2 separate regions of the Mus musculus genome follow, and region 2 is linked to region 1. Evidence: chromatin contacts called from public promoter capture Hi-C data. All regions are on one chromosome and are shown on one strand. The core of a region is the stretch at or near the end of the contact, and the rest is flanking DNA. Distances in the headings are between cores, read along the strand shown. Region 1 holds the start of Farp1 (FERM, RhoGEF (Arhgef) and pleckstrin domain protein 1 (chondrocyte-derived)). Region 2 holds the start of Slc15a1 (solute carrier family 15 (oligopeptide transporter), member 1).

Evidence for each region. Promoter capture Hi-C pulls out the DNA fragments that hold promoters and counts their contacts.
Region 2: a promoter capture Hi-C map of embryonic stem cells shows a contact between it and region 1, with 4 times the contacts expected there. The contact joins the promoter of Slc15a1 here to the promoter of Farp1 in region 1. A contact is called at or near these places in 4 of 39 promoter capture datasets (embryonic stem cells, hippocampal neurons, liver and 1 more), 1 of 484 Hi-C or Micro-C datasets (embryonic stem cells), 1 of 115 datasets of contacts at active chromatin or transcription factors (embryonic stem cells) and 1 of 9 other capture datasets (embryonic stem cells).

What each region holds. Positions count from the first base shown.
Region 1 is chr14:121,033,102-121,038,828 of GRCm38.p6, reverse strand. It overlaps Farp1 (FERM, RhoGEF (Arhgef) and pleckstrin domain protein 1 (chondrocyte-derived)), which reads right to left and starts at 3,255. Exons shown (of 27, transcript NM_134082.3): 1 at 2,904-3,255.
Region 2 is chr14:121,502,600-121,508,326 of GRCm38.p6, reverse strand. It overlaps Slc15a1 (solute carrier family 15 (oligopeptide transporter), member 1), which reads left to right and starts at 3,073. Exons shown (of 23, transcript NM_053079.2): 1 at 3,073-3,108. The coding sequence starts at 3,105.

The DNA.
Region 1 (5,727 bases), core at 2,006-4,505:
GTCTCAGAGGGCTAGAGGACTACAATCTAGTAATGCCACAGCGTAAATGTCAGCCATTAAAGGGCAAGGAAAAGCAGTTCAACCACTTATGTTCAAGAATCTACTGGGAGATATCTCTCTCTCTCTCTCTCTCTCTCTCTCTCTCTCTCTCTGTGTGTGTGTGTGTAATCCCAGCTGGCCTCAAATTCATTATGCACGTATAACCAAAGGTGACCTTGAACACCTGATCCTCCACCTCCAGAGGACCAGTATTACAGGCAGGAGCCACCACGCCTGGTTTATTGGGAGGCTAGGGACAGAACACAGGATGAACACTCCGCTAAGTAAGCTTACAGCTCCTTTTCATCAAAAGTACCAAACCACAGGAAGTACCAACACAGCCAGAAGACCTACAGTCTACTGAGGTCCTGCAAGAAAGGACTCCCAGGACTCTGACACAGGGCTGTGGAGGCCTCTCTGCACTGTAGCATCTTCTTTTAGAGAGGAGTTCTCAAAAGTGCTAAACCACTGTCTGCAGCAAGCAAAGTCAGACAAAAAAGATTGGTTTAAGATGGCCAGTGCATCATGCCAGGGAAACACTAAGTCTACAGAGTCACAATCTTCTTGATCCTCTCCGAGTATTACCAGGCTAGTTCTCCAAAGTAAAACCAGCACGCAAAAATTCAGGTTTTCTTTTTCCTATCTAGAGTTCTCCAACATCCACTCATTTTCCCAAGTGAATTTAACGACTAGGCTTTCTTCCCCGCACCCCCTCCTTTCTGTTATTGAGATTGGAATTAAGGCTGGCCTTGAATTTATGAGCCCCCTCCTTCTGCCTCCAGGACACTAGGATTATGTGGCCCCATACCTCCTTGTCCTTTTCAATATTACTTTTAATATTGAAAAGCTTCATCTTTAAATATTGTCTCTTGGATAATGTGATGAAAAACAAGACAAAAAACTGTCCCAAAAGAATATCCTAGTATTGACACCCAATAAGAGAATATCAGTATAGAAAAGTACACTAAAAATAGACATGATATGCACACCTATCTATAATCCTGGCATTCGGGGTAACTGAGACAGGAAGATCTCCAGTGAGACCAATCAGGGATACACTCTAAGATCCTATCACAGAAGGAAGTGGGGTGCAGAGGGGGATGTTTACATCGTATATCTAACTTCAGAAGGATTCCAACTTACAGAACTCCTAAATCTTAACAGCATATCCCAAGTCAGAGGAGCACACTACAGTTCTGCACACACCCCCACCCCCACACACACCATGAGAAGGTAGTTACCTCATCGATGACCAAGTATTTCTAGCTTCCTGTGGGTTTGGCAGACATCTGCTCACTATCTACTCCACCGACTCCCCCAGTAGACCAGTCACTGCCCAATAATGCTTCTATTTATTTTACCCAGAAGCAGAGCTATTAGCCAGACATACTAAAAACACAAACGTTTCGTTGTGCTTGGAGAAGGTCCAATATTAGTGTCTTGCTGCAGACCGATGCTGCAGGAATATAAAGTGGGCTGTGTGGATGCCAGACCCACGGAAGACGTGCATTTTCAGAGACCCACCCACCTGAAAAGCTGAGGCTAAGATGCCAGCAAGAAATGTGGGGCTGAGGGGAAAGACGACAGGGATTTGAAAAGGGCCCCACCTTAGCTTTCAAAACACCAAACCAATTTTTAAAGGCAACTCCTCAACTAAAGCTTTCATAATCCAAAAGGCTTTCCCCCTCTTTCTCCATTCCTTGTTCAGATAGAAAAAGAGAAGTAAGACAACGCTAGGGGAATGTTCTGAAGTGGGCTTGGCCAAGTCCCCACGTGCAAAGCACATTAAACATGGCCCATCGTTGGGTCGAGGTTATGGTCAGAAAACGCTGCCTACTAAGGGAGGGATTGGAAGTCTGGAGGGTAAACCATGGGCAGGGGCCAGGTTTAAGGTTGTCAAACGCGGTAAACTAGCACGGAGGAAGGCTGAAACAAAAATAAATGAAACAGCCGGAGGCCACTGAACTCCGGAGCCGGAGCCGGGGAGGGGAGGAGAAGCTGAGCCTGGTAAACTGTTCCAGATGAGAGGCAGTTATTCGCTCCCACATCTTCACCAGCACGTCTCAAACCTCGTTCCTTTGTGAGCCCTACCTCCCTATTTTCTAGGGGGACTCTAGAAAATCCCTGCCAGCCGTGGTTTCCGGGTCCCAACAAGGAATCTGGTACTCCTCCACGACCCCTAGGTCTAAGACTCACCGGGGTCCGGATGGATCACAAGGCTAAAGTTTTCCGAACTTAAATCGTAAAAAATCACAATCAGAAGTTCTGAACTCCCCGTCCCCCCACACAAAAATAATAATATATATCCTGTGCTTTAAAAAGGGAGGGGGAAACTTCCCCCTCCATAAGGCAGAGAGTAAAGAGAAACAAGATCTAACTTAAGAGGGCGTGTTCCTCTTTGTCACCCACCGGGAGGTTCTCGCCGCCCGTGGGCGAGATGCAGTGACCCGGCGGCACGGCGGCACCCGTGCTGCCGGGAGACGGACCTCCAGAGCCGAGATTGCAGCCTGAGGTCCGGAAGAGGCGTCGGGGGCGCTGTCACCCGGCAGGGTGGGATGGGAGGAAGCGGGGGAGGGGCGCCCAAGGAGAGGAAGCCAAGCTGGGGAGAACCCACGAGCTCAGAGCCCCGCAGCCCAGGTCCGCGGAGGTGAGCTCCACCGGTGCCCGAGGAACCGTGGCTTCTGCTATTGTTGCGGGGCCTGCGGCCGCCGGCTACAAAAAGGACCGTTCCCGTGGACTCCGCAGCCAGCTCGGCCGGCGCCCAGGGCCGCGAGCGCGGGGACTCGCACAAGTTGCCGCCGCGGCCCGGTCCACCCAGGCGGCCGCCCTCCCGCCGCGGTCATTGTTCGCCGCACGCCTCCTACCTCGGTGGCTCCGGGTCCGGGCTGCGGGCTGCGGGCTGCAAGGCTGGCGAGGGCGCGGCGGCGGCGAGCGAGGGGTCCCCGCGGGCGGCGGGCGCGCGAGCTAGGCAGGCGGCGGCCGGCCGAGGTCCGAGCCATCAAAGGTGGCGCGGGGCGGAGGGGAGGGCGGAGCAGGCGGGGTGGGTGGGGAGCGAGCTCCGGGTCGCCGCGGCCGCCTCGACGCCCGGCCCGAGCGCCACTCGCGTGGGGAGGAGCGGCGCAGAGCGGGCGGTGGCCGCGTCCCCGCCCCGCACCTTCTCCGGGCTCCCCGCTCCCCGCAGCCGCTGCGCCCGCGCCGGGACCAGCCGCCTCCGAGGCTGTTGAGCGGGAAATGAGGGCCACCACTGCCCCTCCCAGGGCCTGGGCCGAGCCCTCGGCAGGGGGAGCCTGGGCACAGCCTGGGGACGGCGGAGAGCCACAGCCCCCTCCAGCGTCCGAGCCGTGACCTGCGCCCGCACAGCGGCCCCGCCCCGCTCCGCCCCGCCCCGGAGGCAGGTGCGCAGAAAGGTGGACCGTGGGCAGGGCCACGCCACCCTGGAGCTGTGCCTTACTTGGGCGTGTGGCAAGAGCTGGTGTCTGAGCTGCACCACCAAGCCAAGAGCGGGAAGAAGCGCCACCGCGGAGACGCGAGCGCTAGTCGCTGGTGTCCAGCGGGATGCGGAGGCCCGGAGGGAGATTCGTGGCACTGACTCCGCAGGTCGCCTTTGGAAGCCTGACAGAGAACTACGACATCACGTGGAAAGCGTTTTACAAAGACCCACGAATTCCGCCCCCCACCCCTTCCAGGCCACTAGCGCAGGCTTCCGGCACCACCCTAAGCGGCGCGGTATTCAATGCCAGAGACACAGGTGCCACCTCTGATGCTGCTCGGGCTCAGTGCCCACCACCTGAGCGAATCCCAGGACAGTGCCCAACCCCACCTCTCTCCGACCAGGGACAGCAGAATGCCCTGCTTAGTGTGGCGAGATTTAGAATGACTTGCAGTTATTTGATTCCGTTTTTTTTTCCCCCAGAACTTGGTGATATAGTCGGAAGATTCATGATCAGAAGGCCCACGATACTAGGTGACTTTCAATCACTATCCCCACCCACTAGGTGCCATTTTTCCTTCGTCCTTCTTCCCTGTCTCTGTCTGGGAAAGATCTTGGGCCACTGACCGTATGGAACACAGGAAAGCCTTGTTCTGCCGGATCCAGAGGCTAGTGTGGACCCGCCCCTAGAGCCAATTTGGCTCAGATTCCGGTCATTTTCCACCCTGGAGGAGTTCACTGACCTCAGTCGCAACTACAACGGAGCTACAACTGAACTTAACCAAGTGAAATTGTCTCTGTGGCTAGGGAGGGAGGCTGAAGACATGAAAGCTTGATTATCAGAGAGGGGCACCTGTAAGTCATGGGAGTCAAAAGCAGTCTGCGGAGGGTTGGGGCTGTTTCTTGCATGCTGCAAAATCCCTCTGGCCTCTGGGGAACCAGACAGGCCTTGGGCGATTTGCTAGAGAGAATCATGGGTGGGTTGGAAGCTAGCTCTGTGGCCAAACTGTGTGTGGCTTTACAAGTATGGGTGAGCTATTTTCAGCCAGTAATTTTCTTAAGTGTAGTGGTCAAACTGCCACCAAGAGCAGCAGCACTCGATTTTAAATTCCTCTCCCACTCCTCCCCAGAAAGTCTCCTCATGTAGCCCAGACTGGTCCTCGTGCCTCTACCTCTTAAGCATTAGGATTTCGGTCTGAACCACCAGGCCCAGTAAAGGAAAGCAAATTCAAGCAATTATCACACCTTAAGAACCGCTATAATGGGGAACCGACCACAGGTTCAGAGTCTCTTCACAGGATAAGAAGACAGTGGCCAGACTGATTTCTGAGGTTGGGACATGACATGGATGGGTTTAAAGTTATTACAGGTTATTCCCAGTGTGCAGCCTGGCTTTACTAACAACCTCTGATGCTGTGGAATCGCCTGGGAATCTTGTCCCAGTTCGGATTCTGTATCGGTCTGTTTCAAACATTCCGGGTGATGTATTTTGGTTGGTCCGGGGACTGTGTTGGCAGACATGTGCTGTGTCCCATGACTAAAGCAATATAGTACCAAAAAGGCAAACCATAACATTTCCCCAGTCCACCCTCACCGAAGATCCCCTTTTTCTACATTTAGTGTTTGGTTCAACTGACTTGAGTGTCTAGGATATGACCAGTTTGGTTTTGCTCTCAGAGTTATTTATTGGGTCTTTGTATGTCGGGATGTAGATGCCACCATGCATGTATGTGAAGGTCAGAGGACAACTTGTAGGAGTGGTTTCTCCTTCCACCAAGTGGGTTCCAGGAATCAAATGTGCATCATCAGGATTGGTACCGAGCACCAAAGCACCCTTACCCCACTGAGCCATCCTGTAGGCTCTGGCCATGCTGTTTTATTATCTCAGCATTAATAATAACTAAGAAGGTAACTGGTTTTGGAGGCAATCCGAGGGAGCCAGAAGTCTGAGGAGGAGCTGGTGGGAAGACGATCACTATGGAGATTAGGACGAGAGCCCCTCCATGCTCAGAGCCCCTCCATGGCACAGAATTCACTCAATTAGATTTGTCGCTATCACTTCAGCCCCTATAACCAAGGTGTCTCTTGTCGTAGCAAATCACATCTGCCTCTCGAGTTCAGAATATACTTAGGATGTTCTAAGCCGTGGGTGAAGTTACTTAGTCACCTATTATTAACCCTTTTATTATTTTATCTCTTAAAAAGTGATTCATGCTGATAGTTCTAGTACATCGAAGGATGAGGCAAGAGGGTGCTTT
Region 2 (5,727 bases), core at 1,824-4,323, 470 kb before region 1:
TAGCAGGTCATTACATAAAGTTTAGAGCTAATACATCTTGATACAGAAGCATAATTTTGTTATTTACAATTACAGAGGTTAATTTCTATAAGAACAAATGACAAGACAGTAGTTGCTGTGAAAGCAAGCAGCCCCAGAAGATCCAAGAAGTGTCTAGAGCACAAATCAGTGGAGGTGGGAAGTAGACTGGTAGTTAGCTGGGGCTTGGGGAAATGGGATTATTGGCAGTGGTGGCACCATATATAGGGCTTCTTCTGGGGTAATGAAAATGTTCTAAAGTCAACTGAGGTGACAGTTGTACAGCTCTATAAATATACCTAAAACACTGTCTGGTACATAAATGAAATATTTTAATTTACTTCTTTAAGAATTTCAAACAAGAATAGTGTATTTATTTATATCATCCCTCTCTCTCTTATCCCCCCATTCATGACCTCTCTTCTATAACTATCATTACATGTGTGCACATGAGTACATGCATGTGTGTGCATGTGTGTATTCGTATGTGCATGTTTGTGTAACATACAAAGAGATTCAGCCTACTGAGTCTGGTCTCTTATTGGTTTTGGAAACTTCATATTTTGGAAGTGGACTAGTACGTTCTTGTGACATTCATTGTCTTTCCCCTTAATTTGTTAGGGACAGGAATTTTCCAGAATCAGTATTATGACTGTCTTGGCCTCTTCTGTCTAGGGCATGATGTCACGTCTTATTCTTGGTGAGGTTGACCTGGGCCACTTGGTCAAGATGGTATCAAGTTATGACTTTTCTCTTTAAAGTCAACATCTTAGGGAGGTGAAGCTAAGGTAAAGAATTGTTAGTGGTGAGCTATCGCGTGTGACAGACAGCTTGGGCCTGTTTCTCAGCAACATCTCCCCAGATGCGTTTTCCTCAGACCAAATGACTTTGCTTTCCTAATGCTTCAAATTCCCCTCCTCAACCTCCCCAGAGCTGATGTCCTTAGAGGAGAGAGAGGCAGAGGCTGTGTGAAGATGAAGTAGTGGCCGCAGCAGGGACCACAGGTATCATCAGGAGCTGGCAGATGCCAGAAAGGATCCTCCCTGGAGCTCTCAGAGGGAGCACAGGGCCCTGCCTGGTTAATACTTCTGCCTCCAGAACCAGGAGATGGTACCATTCTGGTATTTTTAAGCTGCTGAACCTTTTGATCTGTTAGAGAAGCTAAGACCTGGAAGAGTGAGGTCAAAGAAGAGGCCCACACAGTGTGACTCTCAGTGTAGAGGACATAGACTCCCAGATCTGCTGTCCTCACCCAGCACCAAGGAGCAACCCAGCCTGCAGGACACAGAACACATGCTCGGTGGACATAGGACCATGCTGTTTCCGTTTGTCCGGTGCACAGGCCCTAGCACTTGACCGTGGAGGTGATAAATGAGCCCTGCTCCAGTGAGGGTAAGCAGAAGAGACACAGCACAGGCCTCCTGAGCACCAAGTCACCAGCTGCTGTCCGGGGCCCCAGAGTTTCTGATTCCGTGCATGAATGGGGTAGATGTTGATAATGAATCAGGACCACACTGGAAACCTGATTGCAAGCCGGAGTGCTTCCACGGACATCCTAAGATGTGCGAAGCTTATGACCTCAACAACACAAAGTTCACCCTGCAGAGGAAACAACCAAAGGAAACCTCACCTCTCTGTCGCCACCACTGGCCAGCACCCGGTGTCTGCTCTCCCTTCCCATTGGCCAAGGCAACACCTCCCACCTTATGCAGTCACTAATCTTTCAGCGAACTCAGCTGTTACCCTGGGAGTAGCAACAGTTCAAGGGTAAAAGGAGCGTCTTCCTCCCAAAAGTCAGGGAAGGCAGGGCCGCTGCCTTTGAGAAAGGGCTTCCTGTGCTCCACCCCCACCCCCACCTCCCAGCAGGGTGGCTGGGAGTTCCTAAGGGCAGGTGATTGAATAAACAAAGCGAATGTGGAAGACTCATCAACCCTTAAAGGGTGTTCTGACCCATGCAAGAATATGGCTGAGCCTGGAGAACACTTTGCTAACTGGAAGAAGCCACAGAACAGAGGATCTGCACAGTCTGCCCACACAAGACACCTGGTGGTCGGGGTGGGGGTGTCTGACTCAAGAAGTAAAGTATTGACAACCAGAGACTGGGGAAGCCACGGCAGAGCTGTTGTTTAAAGGCCACGGAGCTTCAGCTTGGAAGATGAAGTTCTGTAGCCGGGACGATGTTGGTGAATGTACTTAATGCTCAGGATGGTCACTGAATACTGTATACATCACACGGACAAAGACAACTGTGGGGTGTGAGAGGGATAACTGAGCACTGGGGAGGAAGAAACAGAGAAATTGAGATGGTAGATGAGCTGAGGCTGGGGAGGCAGTCTCTTTCTCAATAAATAAATGAATAAATAAACAAATGATTGAAACCCATTTTCATGTCCCATCTTTAATGCTCCCCTGTAAACATCCAGAGCCTTAACTTCTTCAAGGCTGACCAGAAAGCAGAAAAATGGCCAGGCCAAGTATTACAATCTTGTAATCGCAGAGCTGGGGAGGAGAGATGCAGGAGGGTCAGGACGCTAGGTCTCTGGCTGCACAGCAAGTTCAAGGACACAGACACAAACTGCTATAGTCCCTTTATGCTTCCCCAAACAAGGTAGAGCGGTTCTCTGAGCTGTTGTTTGTTAAGTGGGATCCCAGCGGCGGCCCAAGCCCTTTAGACTGCCAAACATGCAAGTCCTGCTTTCTTGACTCAGTAAGTCCTAGCATGGTGCCTGGCGACCCGCTTATCAACCACAGATCAACCGGATCAATCAAGCCTCCTAGTGACCACTCACAAAGGGAGTCCGTGGCCCCAGATCCCTGCCACCACCTCCCCCTACGCCCACCCCGTTACTTGGGACAGCTTCATCTGTCCTGCTCCAGAGGGTCTGGGACCAGCGTCCTAGGGACAGGTATCCTGCAGCAGGGTTAAGCGATGTTAGCCTCGGTTCCTTCAAGGGTGGAGCCCAGCCGGCCCCGCCTTGCACTCCTACAGTCACACAGGTAGCCAGCTGGGCAGGGCCTGGAAACAAAGTAAGGGAGGCTGAACTCCTGCTTGCCAGTCGCCCGTCCGGAGCCTTGGAGCCACCACAATGGGTACGTGAGCACGGGCAGCTGGGGCGGGGTCGTCGGGATCAGGGACACTTCTGTCGCAGGGAGATTGCGGAGCAGGTGCCACCGGGGGATAGGGAACGACTCCTCACTGGCCGCAGGGAACCGACTGGTTGGAGGCTGGAAACCTGGGCAGGAGGTAGCCACTCTTGACGTTTCCTCCGAGGTGGTCAGACGCCAAGGTTGGGGGAATAAACGCACTACTCTCCGCCCTCCTACCTCTTAGACTCTCGGGTTTTCATTCTCTCGGTGCCAAGTGTCTGTGGCCTTGGAGTTGAGTGCTTTCTGCCGGTGATGGCAGGAAGGGCGTACTGGGGGCCTCAGGGCGCAACATGGAACTTTGGTTCTGTGCTTGCCTCTAGCAAAGAGGGTGACCCTGGAATTCTCATGGGAATCCCTGGCGCCTCTCTGTACCGTTCCTGGTTCTACTGCTGTCCTCAGAAAAGGCACACGAGACGAGAGTAGGAGTATCAGCCTATGAACTAAGAGGCAGCTCGGTGCCTGCCCTGCTTCAAAGTAAGCTGCCTCTGGGAGTAACTTAGAACCACAGACCTTGAGGCCACCGGTCCCCCTAAAGCTGGGGTAACAAGCTGACTCCCCCAAAATTCCGCTTTGATGGCCAACCCCTGCTTCTCGGGCTTCATGGACACTGGCAGCAGAGCTCCAGCTTGGTCTCCCTGCATCGTGTTCATGTTGCCCCTTGCTAGCCTTTTGTTCCTGCCTCAGTACAGAGCGCCCATGGGGGCCTGGTGACCCCCTGGGTCACAGCAGGAGTTTGAGAAGTAGCAGCAAGGGAGTGAGTCACACCTTGAACTTTGGCTGTAGCAAATTGCTGTTCGGAACAGATTTCTCATGTCATTTGAGATGAACAGCATCAGACTACATACTGCACCCAGCTTCTAAGAGGGGCTCCGGATCCCCCTCCCGGCTGCCGCTTGTACCTTGCAGAGAGCCGCCTTAAGATGCTTGTATTGGACTCTGATGCCAGGTCCCCAAGTTACCACAGGATCTGCTTTGTGTGAGATGCATTTTGCCCTTCTAACAGATAGCTCTGGTGGGAAGAAAAGAATACAGAACTGTTGGACGCATAGTGTTCCAAAGCAATGGGTGTTTCCTTATTGAACTAACTGGTCCTCTGCTGGAGTTTTGCTTGGCATGGGAATAGGGACCAGTGACTTGTAATCAAATCAGGCTTTGATTTGTGGATGTCTCAGCTTTTCAATATCAAGAGCAAGGAAATGGAAAAGATAATTAAAAGTTATAGTGACTCCCCCTGGTGAAAACAATGGTTGGCAGTTAGAGCTCGTCAGAATTGTTTCAGGTGCCATGTGATAGACTGTAACCCTAGGAATACTTGTGGAATGGAAGGAGCAGGAAGCAGTTCTTAGAGAAATGGGTGCCCTGAGCCACTGACTTCCTCCTGTGTGGTTCATGCCAGGGACCTCACTCCCCCTGGGAATCCAGGGGACGAAGTAATGAATGACTAGGAAGGAGAGAGACAGACATGGCACCCACAGACTATGCAGTAAATGGGATGTGGGCACCCATGACTGAACCTAAACACCCATGGTTGAAATCTTAAATTTTGACTTTTTTTTTTTAAGATTTATTTATTTATTTTATGTATGTGAGTACACTGTAGCTGTACAGATGGTTGTAAGCCTTCATGTGGTTGTTGGGAATTGAATTTTTTTGGACCTCTGCTGGCTCCGGTTAACCCCACGTGCTCAGTCCCTGCTTGCTCAGGATATTATACATAAGTACACTGTAGCTGACTTCAGATGCACCAGAAGAGGACGTCAGATACCTTTACGGATGGTTGTGAGTCACCATGTGGTTGCTGGGATTTGAACTCTCGTCCTTCGGAAGAGCAGTCAGTGCTCTTACCCGCTGAGCCATCTCGCCAGCCCATTTGACTTGTTTTTAAGTAGAGACCAGCACTCTCCTGGGCTCTGTCCTTGGTGTAGAAGCAACCTCAGACACTCAGTAAACATGTAGGTGGAGCTGTCCCAATAAAACCAGTTACAGGTGTTGATGTCAACTTGTGTATGGTTCCTTTTCACCTTTAATTGTCTTTTTTAAAAAATATTCCTTTTAAATTTTTATTGAATTTTATTTACTGATTGTGTATGTGTGTGTGCACATACCAGAGCCATCTTTGTTTTTGAGACAAAGTCTTATTCTGTAGCTCAGGCTGGTTGAGACCTGAACTATGCAGCCCAGACTAGCCTCAAACTCATAGCAATCCTCCTGCTTCAACCTTCCAAGTGTTGAGATTACAAGTGTGAGCCAACACACCTGGCATTTATATATTTCTCTATGTGCTCACAAAACAGCCTTCAATCTTTTCAATTATTTAAAAACAATATATATCACTCTTGGCTCCTGAGCTGGAGGCAGCCCCGAGCCTCTGAACTTTGCCTGAAGATATGGGTGATGAAAGAGAGGCTGTTGGCTCACTGATCTCTTGGGCTGTCTGCTGGAAAGAAGTCTCTGAATAACAAAAACTCTCCCAGGCTGGGAGAGGCCTCAAGGAGGAGAGAGCAGCCACAGCACCTTTGGGAGGCTGAGGAGACTTTCATTAAAGCTTTCTAAGACATAATC